Linked DNA regions of Mus musculus: region 1 is linked to region 2. Evidence: chromatin contacts called from public HiChIP or PLAC-seq data. All regions are on one chromosome and are shown on one strand. The core of a region is the stretch at or near the end of the contact, and the rest is flanking DNA. Distances in the headings are between cores, read along the strand shown. Region 1 has its middle 98 kb from the start of Gm26314. Region 2 has its middle 95 kb from the start of Gm34187.

The links. HiChIP or PLAC-seq counts read pairs in DNA pulled down with a chosen protein or histone mark.
Region 1: a contact with region 2 is called in a CTCF HiChIP or PLAC-seq map of pro-B cells, with 9 times the contacts expected there. The contact joins two enhancer-like sites. A contact is called at or near these places in 1 of 39 promoter capture datasets (the C10 cell line), 1 of 15 datasets of contacts at CTCF or cohesin (pro-B cells), 15 of 484 Hi-C or Micro-C datasets (B cells, the Ba/F3 cell line, the C10 cell line and 11 more) and 7 of 115 datasets of contacts at active chromatin or transcription factors (CD8 T cells, DN3 thymocytes, the HPC-7 cell line and 4 more).

What each region holds. Positions count from the first base shown.
Region 1 is chrX:11,748,816-11,755,241 of GRCm38.p6, forward strand. No RefSeq gene overlaps it. Among named protein-coding and RNA genes, the nearest start is that of Gm26314, 98 kb to the right of the region's middle. Within about 2 kb of position 4,291, at least 105 of the 459 cell types and tissues checked have an H3K27ac peak or open chromatin away from gene starts, as enhancers often do. A contact at or near this core is called in pro-B cells, where this site is marked.
Region 2 is chrX:11,625,231-11,631,120 of GRCm38.p6, forward strand. No RefSeq gene overlaps it. Among named protein-coding and RNA genes, the nearest start is that of Gm34187, 95 kb to the left of the region's middle. Within about 2 kb of position 4,386, at least 6 of the 459 cell types and tissues checked have an H3K27ac peak or open chromatin away from gene starts, as enhancers often do. A contact at or near this core is called in pro-B cells, where this site is marked.

The DNA of each region.
Region 1 (6,426 bases), core at 3,041-5,540, 120 kb after region 2:
TTCTCCTGCCATCAGAGATGCAGATAGATGCAGCATTACAGGCTATTAGGCCTAGACACCATCTCCAAAACTCATCTCTTTTCCCATCTTTTACCCCCATTTTCACTTTGCAAACCAAGACACTGGCTGAAAGAGGGACCATGCCCTTCTCATGTGGCACAGACATAGGTCTAGAATCCACAGCTCCAAACCATCAGGCCAGTCCTTTCCCCAGTACTGTGCAGTCAAAGTCACCATCTTATGAAATGGAGGGATCACACTGTGGCTACCCATTTTCAGCAACCTTTGCACACACCACACTGATGCTCTGTGGCTTGTGGAGCTAGAAAGGCTGTGACAAAATTCACTTAAAGACTCTGAGAAATTCTGGAAAGGGGTTGGGGTAAAGAGTGGACCTCCTTTATTTCCTAGCAGCATCACCAACAGTGCCCAAGGGTGCTTTCCAGATGGAGCCTGCCCCACCCTGAGGCAACTTCCCTACTGCATTTGAAGTCTACAAGCCTGCCTGAGATACAAGGTCCTTCAGTTAGTCCTCATATGCAAAAGTGTATTTCTTGCTCACATCCCATTCCTAGCAGCAATTCTAAAAACAGCCTACCCCAAGATAATTCATTAATCTAAACTTCAGATTTCTTCTATCTCTTAGAAATGGCACTACCAACTTCAACAGGTGACTTGCAAGGTCAAAAGAGAATGGAAAGAAGAAATGGAGGGACCTGAAATGGGAGAAGTTATGATTCAACATCACTTCTATTCACTTTCCATAGGCTACAGCTATGTCACATGGCCCCAACCTAACTTCAAAGAATCCTGGGAAATGTACTCTTAGAAACTCAATAGGATAAGCAGATGGCTGGAATGAAAACAGAATGTCCCTGCTCCAGAATTCAGTGCTACACTATTATCCTAGTAAAAAGTCTTTGGGTTGAGCTGGGTGTGGTGGCACATACCTATAATTCCAGCACTAAAGAAGCAGAGGCAGGTGGATCTCTGTGAATTTGAGGCCATCTTGGTCTATATATTGAGTATCAGGTCAGCTAGGGAGACCCTGTCTTTTTTATGGGGGGGGGCATTTTGAGACAGGGTTTCTCTGTGTAGTCCTGGCTGTCCTGGAACTCACTCTGTAGACCAGGCTGGCCTCAAACTCAGAAATCCTCCTGCCTCTGCCTCCTAAGTGCTGGGATTAAAGGCATGTGCCCCACTGCCTGGTGGGAGACCCTGTCTTAAAAAACAAACAAACAAAAAAAAAGCAAAACAAAAAAACTTTTGGTTTCATATGAAAAACTAGTTTATGTGATATGGTAAACTTTTGGAAAGATATAATTAAAAGGTTTCTGGGCAGCTCCAAAAAGCTAACGGGAAGTCACCTAAGCAGGTTTGGGAAGATCGAGATGACTAATCTTCTTGGCTTGATTCATCCATTCAATAAATATTATTGAGCCCTACAGTAGCAGACCTCTTTCTATGTTGTGGTTGTGTTGCTATCCCCAAATCCCTCACAGAAACTAATGAAGAGAGAGCTAAGGCTTCTTCTCCTGGTCCCCACTTCCAGAGTCTAGTCCATGATGACAGAAACGCATAGCCAACTTTGTGGTATTGGAAGTACATGGCTTAGGCTCCTTACATCACTGTGGGAGACAAAGACAAGAGAGCTAGCCTGGAACCAGAGCCCTCCCTCCAAACAGGAGTCCCTGTGGCTCACCACAGTTCCTGAGCTGAGCATATCTGAAGAAAGGTTGCAGTGGGCATTTGTTACATGTCCTCTCGGTAACTGGCCGCTGTCAGAGGTTGCGACTCCAGCACTGGCCAGGCGTGCTTGTAAGCCCAGCACTTGAGAGGTAGAGGTGGTCAGATAGCAGATTAGGCCAGCGTACGCTTTATAAAGAGGCTTTATCTCAAGAGAACAATGAAACATTTATACTCAAGAAAAAAAATGACAAACTTTTCACTATGACCTACAAGACCTTTACAGCCTGGCCCTGCCTGCTAACCGGACCCCATATCAACCTTCTCTACAAATGGGGCCCTCTGATCCTACCACACCAGCTTTTTCATTGAACTCTCGAAATGTAGTCCAATCCCAAGACTTTTACACTAGCTTGTCTATCCACCCGACCACTCCTCCCTGCTCCCATCTGCTTCATCTTGTCTAGGTCTCTACTCGAAACCTTGTCCCAAGCAGGTTCAGAAATACTTATAATGCTAGCCACCTGGAAGGCTGAGGCAGGAAGAGCTTGAGTTTGAGGCTAATGTGGCCATCATAGTGAGACCCTAGATTAAAACAAAGGGGAGATGCGGTGAGATGGCTCAGAGGTTATGACCAGATGCTAAAACCAGGATTCCATCTCTAGCATCTACATGGTGGTTCACAACCATTGGTAACTCCTCTTCCAGGGGATCCAATGATCTGTTTTGGTATCCTCTGGTGCTACCTGCAGGTGGCTCAACAATATACATGCAGGTAAAACACTTATACATATGAAAATTTTAAAAATTGATTCGCAAGACCCTATTTCTAAGAAAATAAACTAGAGACGAAACTCAACAGTAGAGCAACTGCTTAGTATGTGCAAGGCAATGATCCTCAGCTGACGCACACATAACAAGCCCTTCCCTAGCCAACATGCCTTAAAGAGCTCCACATAGCTTTTCCATTGCTTGGCTCTGCTGAGACATCCATCCATGGCTTTGTTTGCTATCTAGCCTCCCCACTGGAGTGGAAGAATACTGAGGATAGGGGCGGCCTTCTTCATCACTCAATCCTTATGCCTAAACCTGAGACCAGAACATAGCAGGTTCTCAAGAAATACTGGTCGCTGGTCAGTATTGGTGCGCGCCTTTAATCCCAGCACTCGGGAGGCAGGGTCAGGAGGATCCCTGTGAGTTTGAGGCCAGCCTGGTCTACAGAATGAGTTCAAGGACAGCCAGCATTGTCACACAGAGAAACTCTGTCAGGAAGGAAGAAAGGAAGGAAGGGAGGAAGGGAGGGAGGGAGGGAGGGAGGGAGGGAGGGAGGGAGGGAAGAAAGAAGGAAAGAAGGAAAGAAGGAAAGAAGGAAAGAAGGAAAGAAGGAAAGAAGGAAAGAAGGAAAGAAGGAAGGAAGGAAGGAAAGAAGAAGGAAAGAAGGAAAGAGAAATACTGGTAAGAATGAATGGGTACGGCCACATCCACCAGCCTCATAAACACGTGGCTGGAACTGAGAGGAAGCCCCTGGGCACCTGGAATGGAACAGCTAGACTGACCATGCCCTTCCCCATACCCCACCCCAGTTTCTGCCGTCCTTAGAAAAGGCCCCAGACTAGAAGCTTGATGTTGCCCTGTTTCCTGGGACCCCTCCTGTTACACACAAGCTCTGTGCTGTTATGTGCCCACCCCCATTGTCACCTAAGAATCTATAATAAATAGACCACTCTCTAAAACTCACCCTCTGCGTCTATGGATTTCATTCTTCAAATTCTCAAGACAAGAACCCAAACGCCACTGACTCAGGGTGTCTTGGATAGCTGTGGAGTTTCCAGAACTCTAGCTTCCTGAGAAAGGTCCCATTGTTCTCAGAGACACCACAAAATTCCTGTATTGCACACACTCTAAATGCAAATTTGTTTTCATTTTTTGTTGTTGTTTTCAGTTTTGTTGTTGTTGTTGTTGTTGTTGCTGCTGCTGCTGCTGCTGTTTTAAGACAGCGTCTTAAAGACAGAAGCTAGCCCTGGCTGGCCTGAAACTCATTGCGTAGACCAGACTAGCCCGTAACTCATAGAAATCCACTGGCCTCTGAAATACAAAAAGGCCACATCTAAACTCTTTGTGTAGAGTTTGAGCAGACTAATGTTCCAGGGAGCACATGGGAGGCCTGAGCGATGGGAAGGGATTGCCATGGTTCCTGGCCCTGTGAGGTTTAGGAGAAGCACAGGAGGTAGCCAGCCAGAAAGACCTACTTGGCAGAAAGCCTAGGAAGAATTTAGCGCTAACTTTACCAGTCGGACCTTTGAAAGGACAAAGGATCAGGGCAGTGGTGTAAGTGGCTTATCCAGCACATTGGTTCTGTAGCTCCTGAGGACAGGACTCAGAAAAACTCTGACACCCCTCCACCTCCCACCTCCCACCTCCCACCCCAGTTGCTGTCACCCAACCCTCCTAGACGGCCAACATCAAGGCTTCACTTACAGATGCAAAGAAAACGGATGTAGCCCAACTTTCTCTCATTTCTGTTTGCCTCTATTGTGGGCATGCCTAGCGCTGTGGAGGTGGTCAGCTAAGAGCTGCATCTGCCAAGATCTCACAGGGGCGAAATGAGATTTCAGTTGCTTCTTGTGTTTCAACCTCTTTTCTGATCTGGGAGGAGGAAGAAAGCCAACCCACGTGGGTGACTCAGAAAACAAGCCTAGATAAGAGCATATTGACAGGCCCAGCTAGCAGGCCCCTCATTCACACCGGCTTCAAAGACAAACACTTTCCGTTTGTCGATTTGTTTTAGGCCCTTGCCGAATCTGCAACTCTGTGGCCTTGACTCTAAAAATAAATCTCCTGCAGTAATGACGAGGCAAAGAGGAAGGCGTGCAGAGAAGGAAAAGAGGAGGGAGGCAAAGAAAAGACAGGCCAGGAGAGAAACTGAATACCAAAACAGGAAGAAGGGATGTGGGGAACTCACCCCGGTGGCTTCCTCCAGAGCAACAGCTAGGCGCATTGCAAAAGCCATCAGCAGGACCAGCTGTGGCCTGCAGGGCCCTGCGGTTGATCAGAACCTAACCTGGGAGAAGGGTGGGGGAGGGGGAGGGAGGAGGGATGGAGACAGACAGTCCTAGTGAGCCATTTTGCCTTCAACCTGCTGCTCTCTGTAGCCCACCAACCAATAAATATCTCAGTGACACTGGGAGCCTATTAGAAATGCAGGTTCTCCAGCACCTCCAGAGACCCTCAGAAGCACACCACGGGTAAGGATGAGCCTTAATACCATTGGAGATGGAAAAGGCAGCCAGGGTCCCTGGGGGTGTCACTGAATGTAACCCAACTGAGGCTCTTCACTTTTTTCATTCCAGACAAAGAAAAAGTTGAGCCTTCCCCTCCCTGCCCTCATGGGGAAGATGGTGCCTAAAACTTTGATTACAATAAAGGAACAGCAAGCACCTCAGTTCAGTGTCTGGGTCTTGTCGATCAGTCCACAGTGTTAGAAGGTGTCTGTTTAGCACCTGGACCCAGGATCCTTAGGAGGTTCTTAGGTTCATGATCACCTGGCACTGATGTAACTTGCCACTCCCAAGGGTCCCTCTGGGACCTCAGTCTGAAATGCTCCCTGCCTCCTCTTTGTGACTGGGGCTTTTGATTCATGCCTTAATTCCTGCATCCTGTCCTTCACTAGAGCCTGGCTAATGCTTACAAACCTGTCCTTACTGTTTTCATTAGTTCTCCAAAGAGACTGTCTATCCTCCTTGCTGCCTCTGTGCTTAGACACTGTTATTTAGTGTGGATTCCAGGTCCCCCCCACTCTTGCACAGGCTGGGCAGGTGAGCAGGCAGACCATTGTTTAGATGCTGAGCAGGTGACAAATAGTTATGACTGTTCTTCACTAGAATTCTAAATAGTGGCTGTCACTCTTCATTGACTATAAAATGTACAAATGTGAATGATAAGAAAGAACGTAACTGTGGCCCATCTTATCAAATTTATTTTAGCTGTGCTTTAAAATCAATTTAATTTGTAAATTATTCATGGCATGTAGCAACTTGCACATCTAAACCCTAGGCTTTTCAAGATTGCCCTAACTTTTCCTAGACGTTTGTAGATTTTTTTATCATTTTTTTATTACAAGAGTAATGCATATCTATTTTAGAAAATGTGGATACTACAGATAAGCAAAACTAATTATTTCATTATTATCACCTTTAATCCTATGACCAAGAAATAATCACTGGTAACATTTGGGTGTATATCCATCAGTCCGTTTTTATTCTGTACACATGCATGTGAACGGCTCACTTGCTCTCTCCTTCTAAAGTCAATGTGTGTGTGCTAGCTTGATTCCACCAATTCTTTCCCCTTTGTACTGGAGTCCACGGCCCCAGTGTCATCATGTTCTAAAGCCAATTCATATTGTAAGACTCTGGCAAGCCTTAGCTTACCACGTGGAGCTGGAATCAATGCAAAAAGCAAGAGGAATTTATTGTTCCAGTGCACTGGGGTCGTCCCAGACCTGAAGAAGAGGCGGTGACCCCCAATGGCCCATTCAGCAAATTTTTATATGGTTTCCAGGGGTGGAATAGAGCATCAGCAACTAGGCACAATAGGATTGGCAGAATAGTGCACCCTTTAAACTGATTGGTCTCTAGGGAATGAGGTAGTAGGGGCTTACTCAGCCTCTCCCTTCTGGTCTATGTGCTCTCTGGCCTGTCTCTTCCAGGAGGGAAGATCGGTCCAGTGGAATTTTCTAAT
Region 2 (5,890 bases), core at 3,136-5,635:
ACTGTCCAGTGCCACAGCCTATAGCCACAAGCAGCTATTGAGCACTTGGAATAAGGCTAGCCCCAACAGGGAATACTAAAAATCCAAAATACACACCAAATTTCACAGACCAGATACAAAAAAAGAAAAAGACAAGAAAAGAAAAATATATATAATCACCTGCTTCTTGTTATTTTTAAGATAACTACCAAAAAATTTTAAATTACATGACTCATATTTGCAGCTCATTTTACACTTCTACTGGGTGGGAGGAGTCTAGGAACTTGTGGAAGCTGGTTTTCCCTTGCTCTCCTGGCCCAGCTGTCTGTCACAGCAAAATACTCTGAGGAGAATCCTAAGAACTACATGTATAGGCAAGGCAAAGTGTTGGTCAGGAAACAATCTATATAGAGAAAGAAGCCAAATTATGTACAGATGGTTTTGTTCAAAGCCCACTCTCCCCTTGTAGAGTACTGTCAGGGTGACTGTTCGAGTCTCTATTCCTTCAAGAGAGAAAAAATATCAGCATGACCAGTTCTGGACCGGAGGGAGAATCTGGCCTCACTGGCCAGGCCCAGTGCAGCCAGCTGTCTTTTACCAACAATGCCTATGGAAAGCTCTCATGTGTTCTTCTAGTATCTTCTACTTCTCATCAAAATGTGGAAGGTATGGGCCTATGAGGGAGTTCAGTAGGCAGGCATTTACAGCCAAGGCTGACAGCTGGAGTTCAATCCCTAAGACCCACGTCCTGGAAGAAGCAAAGTCGTCCTTTGACTTCCACATTCGCTTCATGGTACTTGCCTATATCTGTGCACACGCATGTACATGCATCTAAAAATTTAATGATATAGAGATGAAGTCTATGTTCTGTAACCACTCCTACCTCCATGGATAGGATGCTGCACAACTGCCCTTGACACAAGTAATTACAGCTCTTAAGAGTCTGATGCAGGAAGATCTTGAGTGCTAGGCCAATCTGGGCTACGAAGAGATCCTGTCCCCAAAAAAAAAGAAAAAAAGAAAAAAAAGGTGGGGGGCACTAAAAGAAAAGGAAACTGACACTGTGTAACCTGACTCTGTCTGTCATCACTCATCCTTGGAACCCAATCACCATTTCAAGACGAAGCCTGGGCTACCAAAGAGGTCAGCTAAGTGCTCAGCTGGCAACTAGACTCAACTACTGGATGCTATGACTGCCGAGGCTTTCTAATGGCTCCAGCCCTCAGACTCTGAGCCTTCCCGGTGACACTCCAAGCACCCTAAAGCAGAGACAAGCCGTTTCTGCTGGGTTCTGTCTCCGTTGCCAGCGAGCAGAGTCTGCAAGGATTTTAATAAATGGTTTCAGGCTGCTAAGTTTGAAAGTAATTTGTCTTACAGTAGTACCTGAAACACCCAGAGTGTGGCCAGAAACAGTCGCACTTTATTGAAAGAGAGCACAGCTGCAATGCATGCTGGGGCAGGAGGTTGAGAACTGGGTTGGTTAATCTTCTTTGTCAACTTGACCGGATTTAGAATCACCATGGCAACACACCTCTGGGCGTGTTTGTGAAAGTGTTTTCAGAGAGGTTTAATTTGAATCGGGGGTGGGGGGTGTGTGGGGGGAGTGAGGGGGAGACCATCCTGAAGGTAGGTGGGTCCAGGACTGAGCAAAACAGAAAAAGTAAGCTGGACAACTGCACTCATCACACCCTGCTTCCTGTAGCACAGGGACCAATTTCGTTTTCCACCATCCACGACATCCCACCATGATGGTCTTGGACCCTCACGTCGTGGGAGAAAGTGAGCCTCTCCTTCCTTTACATCGCTTAATTCAGGTATCTTCTCACAGCAACAGGACAAAAAAAACAAAAAAACAAAAAACAAAAAAACAAAACAAAAAACAACAACAACAACAAACACTAATCATCAAAGGTGTGGAGCCATAAGCACTTGGCACCACCCTTCTGTGAATTCTAGCACAGCTCAGGAAACACCAGCTGAACTCACACTGTCAGCCAAGTGTCTGGCAGCTGCTCAGTAGATCTCCATTAGGTTTTTCTAGACTTATCAGTGTCTTGGAGAACTTTTCGGATGAAGAGTCAAATAAAACGCAAAGCTTTAAAAGTACCGAGTTTGACATTAAATAGGTGTTAAAATATGCATCGCCCCTATTACCTTTCAGCTCTGGAGAACTCCAATCACGACAATAATTAATATAATGGCTTGATTTATTGCTACTCCTCCTCTGGATTATATTTATTTGTTTTTTTTTTCTTTAATGCTGGAATCATGCAAACAGGCTGACTAAGGTAAAAGGCCGTGGGGGATGTTCTACCAGGAGCAGGGAGGGAGGGGACGAAACTAAAGATAGAAAGAGAAAAAAAAAAACACATGCAAATACAATTTATAAAATTAGCAACATACAGGGAAAGAGATTATCTGCATACTTGAAAAAATACACTGGCTCCAGGCAAGCTTAGGAATGAGGTCATGTAACAGTTTGAAAGAACCCAAAGGTTGAGTAGTGGTCAGAGGGTGCACTCAACTGGACTACCTTTCTTGTCCAGAACCTGCCAATGGTGCATAGAAAGAATACTAGTATTGGCCTTGAGAGCTTGGGTCACATGATGGGGAAATGGAAGGTGCCTACCCACCCATGTGCAGTCATCCACAAACACTCCCCGCCATGCACCAGAAGAAGGCACCCATTTGTCTACACAAAATACCTTTGGGTCAACCTACTGGCTGAGTCCCCTGGTGAAAGTGGAGCAGAGAAGCATGGCAAACGGGCCTTTCCCGGAGAAAGCAAATCCACAGAGGCAGGGGAGGAGAAATCATAAGTAGGAAGGAGAGAACTCTGAAATAGCTGATGTGTCCTGTCCCCACTGTATGCCTCTCCCCCCAGCATCCTTTTTTTTTATCTAGGGCAAGCATATGAAGGAGATTTTTGTAATCCCCAGATTACATACAAGATCATGGAAGCTGTACCTTTAATTTCTCAAGACCACAGAAAGTAGAAAACAAAATCAGATCTCAATTCCTAAGAATGTTTTGGGGGCCCTTCCTCACTTCGATCATAACCAGTACTACAAACAACTTAATATGTATGATGTGGCCTACCAGATTCCGAGGAGAGAGGCTAAGAGAGATAACTGGCTTTAAGTCACAACCTTTCAATCATAAACAACCCCCACCAAATTCTGCAGGCTCAGCCCAAAGAGTGTACTACAGGACACAGCACCTGGACAAGTAGGTCCATAGGAATGGGCCTAGCATAAGGAGGGGCAGACCCCTGAAGTGATGCACACAGATGAAAAACAAGCCTAAGTTGGGCCTGTGTGGATAGTAGGTCCAGGGATTCACAGCCTAATGAAGTAGATCATGAAAGCTCATTTGCTTGTTCAATAGCTCCTTCCATTCACTCAGGTCCACTTAGGGCAGAACCAAAAGAGAGCTGGGAGGGGGCCTTTTGGATTTCTCACCCAGCTTTCAAAGCCTGGGAAGATGGAGAGAACAGAGGTCTCAGGAGCCACCTTGGGAGGCAGGTGTGTCCCAGTGAGGCTAAGAGAGCACCAACAGCTGGATGAATATCCCCCATTAAACTATGGCCAGCCTGGCCAGCAGCATGGAACAGGCCTTTCTGACAGAGACGGTCATTCACAACTTCATTTGGTGAGAAAATAGCTAGCTGTGCCTAGCTGCCCAAGTGATGTCCCAGAGGCAGGGACAGCTCACTATAGGAAGCTATAGGAAGCTAGCCAAAGGACCCCACAAGAGAGTGCTTCTCAAATGATTTGTGGTGAAGGACCTGTTATTTCTTGTTAGGTTACTCCCCTCCCCGAAACTTTCACAGACAAATCTCTTGTGAAATACAACAACAAAAACAACAAAAAATGAACAACTATAGGACGGGGGATTCCATATTTTTAAACCCTAAGTTTTAATGGCCTTTGGAGTCAATAGGACATAGAATGGCTCTGACACATTGAAGTTCTAAAATGTCTTTTCTTGATTTCTGTGTTAGGTTGTCATTTACAGGGTAACAAGCTGCTGCCGAACCAGCCCAGGTCTACACAGTGTTGGAGAACCATTGCCATAGGTTAACATGGTTAGACAGAGCTTCCTAGGCCTAACCAGTTATCCAAAACAGGCAAGGATGTCACTGACATAGGACATCCCAGGTAAACAGGAATGTCTGACAGCCCTTTGTTGGGTGTCATAGTCTACAGATGTAGATGATTATCACATGTCTCCAAGGCACAGAGCTAGGACAGTAATAAAATCAGGCTCTCTTAAATGGGGAAGCCAAGACTCAGGGTAGGACTGGGTATTTGTCAAGTTTACAGGGAGGTTATGAACTAAGATCTTCCTTAATATCAGTGAGCTCCCCCACCAACTTCCTCATTCTAGTGAGGATGCCATCGTGTACATGAGTGTCCCCAAGGGACATGTTCTCCCTTCAGGGGCTCCTCTTCTCTGCAGTTGCTGACAATGTCTCTGGGCATCATTCGAATTCCTTGGAACTGCCTTTAACTGCCTTCTTCATCCTAGTTTTCCTGTAAAAAATAAGAGTTGGAACCTCTCCAAAAAGAGACCCAGGACCCCCAAGCGAGAGAACTCTCTGGTTAGCAACAAGAACCAACAAACCTATCTTGGATATTTCCTCCCACCGGCCAGTGACTTGTACCTTCTAGAATAGGGAAGGGTATCTGGGATCTGGACCCAAGTCCTCACAACATCCATGACTCACCATCTCACTCTGCTTCTCTTAACTCAGTCAGGACAAGGGGAGGGCTGTGCAACTCTCTTTCCCAGCCAAGGAAGTCACCTAGGAGCCAACACTGGGAACCAGACAGACCCACAAGCTCCTGGCCTGGCAGTTGCCAGCAACGGAAAATCCTGCTAGGGCCACTTCTGTCTCTGCCAGCAGATGTCACTGCAGTCTGACCTCAGGTTACCAAAAGGGCATCACTAATTTTGGCTTTGCAGCCCTAGAAAACCAGACACTAAGTTTCTTGGCCCTTTTGCTGTTTTCTTCTGGCTTGCTGACTGCAAAAAAGACCTGTTTTGTCCCTCTGTTTTACCATCTGTGAAATGGACATGTTCCCCTTCACTCCCTCTCTTCCCCAAAGAAAGAATTCAAGAGCTATGATATTCCAGAACTAATTAGTTCCTACCCTCCCCAGACGTCAGTTATTCCATCTATCAGAGTGCCCAGTGATAGTTCACTTGCGTTCCATCTACCAAAACAGGTAGCCAGAAACACCTCCACCTATTTCTGTTTCCATAGTAACAGAAGAGTTAAAAAAAAAAAGGAAGAAAAAGCCTCTAACAAAATAAGACACCTAAGAGGCATAAACAAAATATGTGATGGTGTGGGAGACTGTAAAGTTTTTATTGCCACCTGTTTGGAAGACCTGCATAATTCAATCCTGCTCCCGGCATTTGCGAGGGAAGCAATCACCCCAAACTTGTGGCAATAAAGCCTTTATAGCCCCCCATGCTGGCACACCCACTTTCGAGGTACAAAGCCCCAGTTTGATAAACTTCCGCTTCTTGTATTTGCATAATGGAAATGGACGAGATTTTCCACTCAGGCTTCTGGGAAGCTTAGCTGGAAGCCGTCCTGGAAGCAACTCCAGCCAAAGGACCTTGGGACTCGACAGGGATGCTGAGTCCCATTTCCCTGAACCTGAGACCAGGCAGGTTCTAGTTGAAGGTCATATGCCTCCTGAGTCCTAAGTCATAACTATCATTGCAGTGCTCCGTTAGAAAGCACGCTAAGTGAGAAAGCTTGTCCAGGGTTAAGTGTAGGAAAGAAAGGTCCTAACTCAAGTAGACATCCAACGCCCCTCACTGTCAGACACACACACACACACACACACACACACACACACACCCTCTGCTCACTTTCAGGTACCCTCTCCCTCAA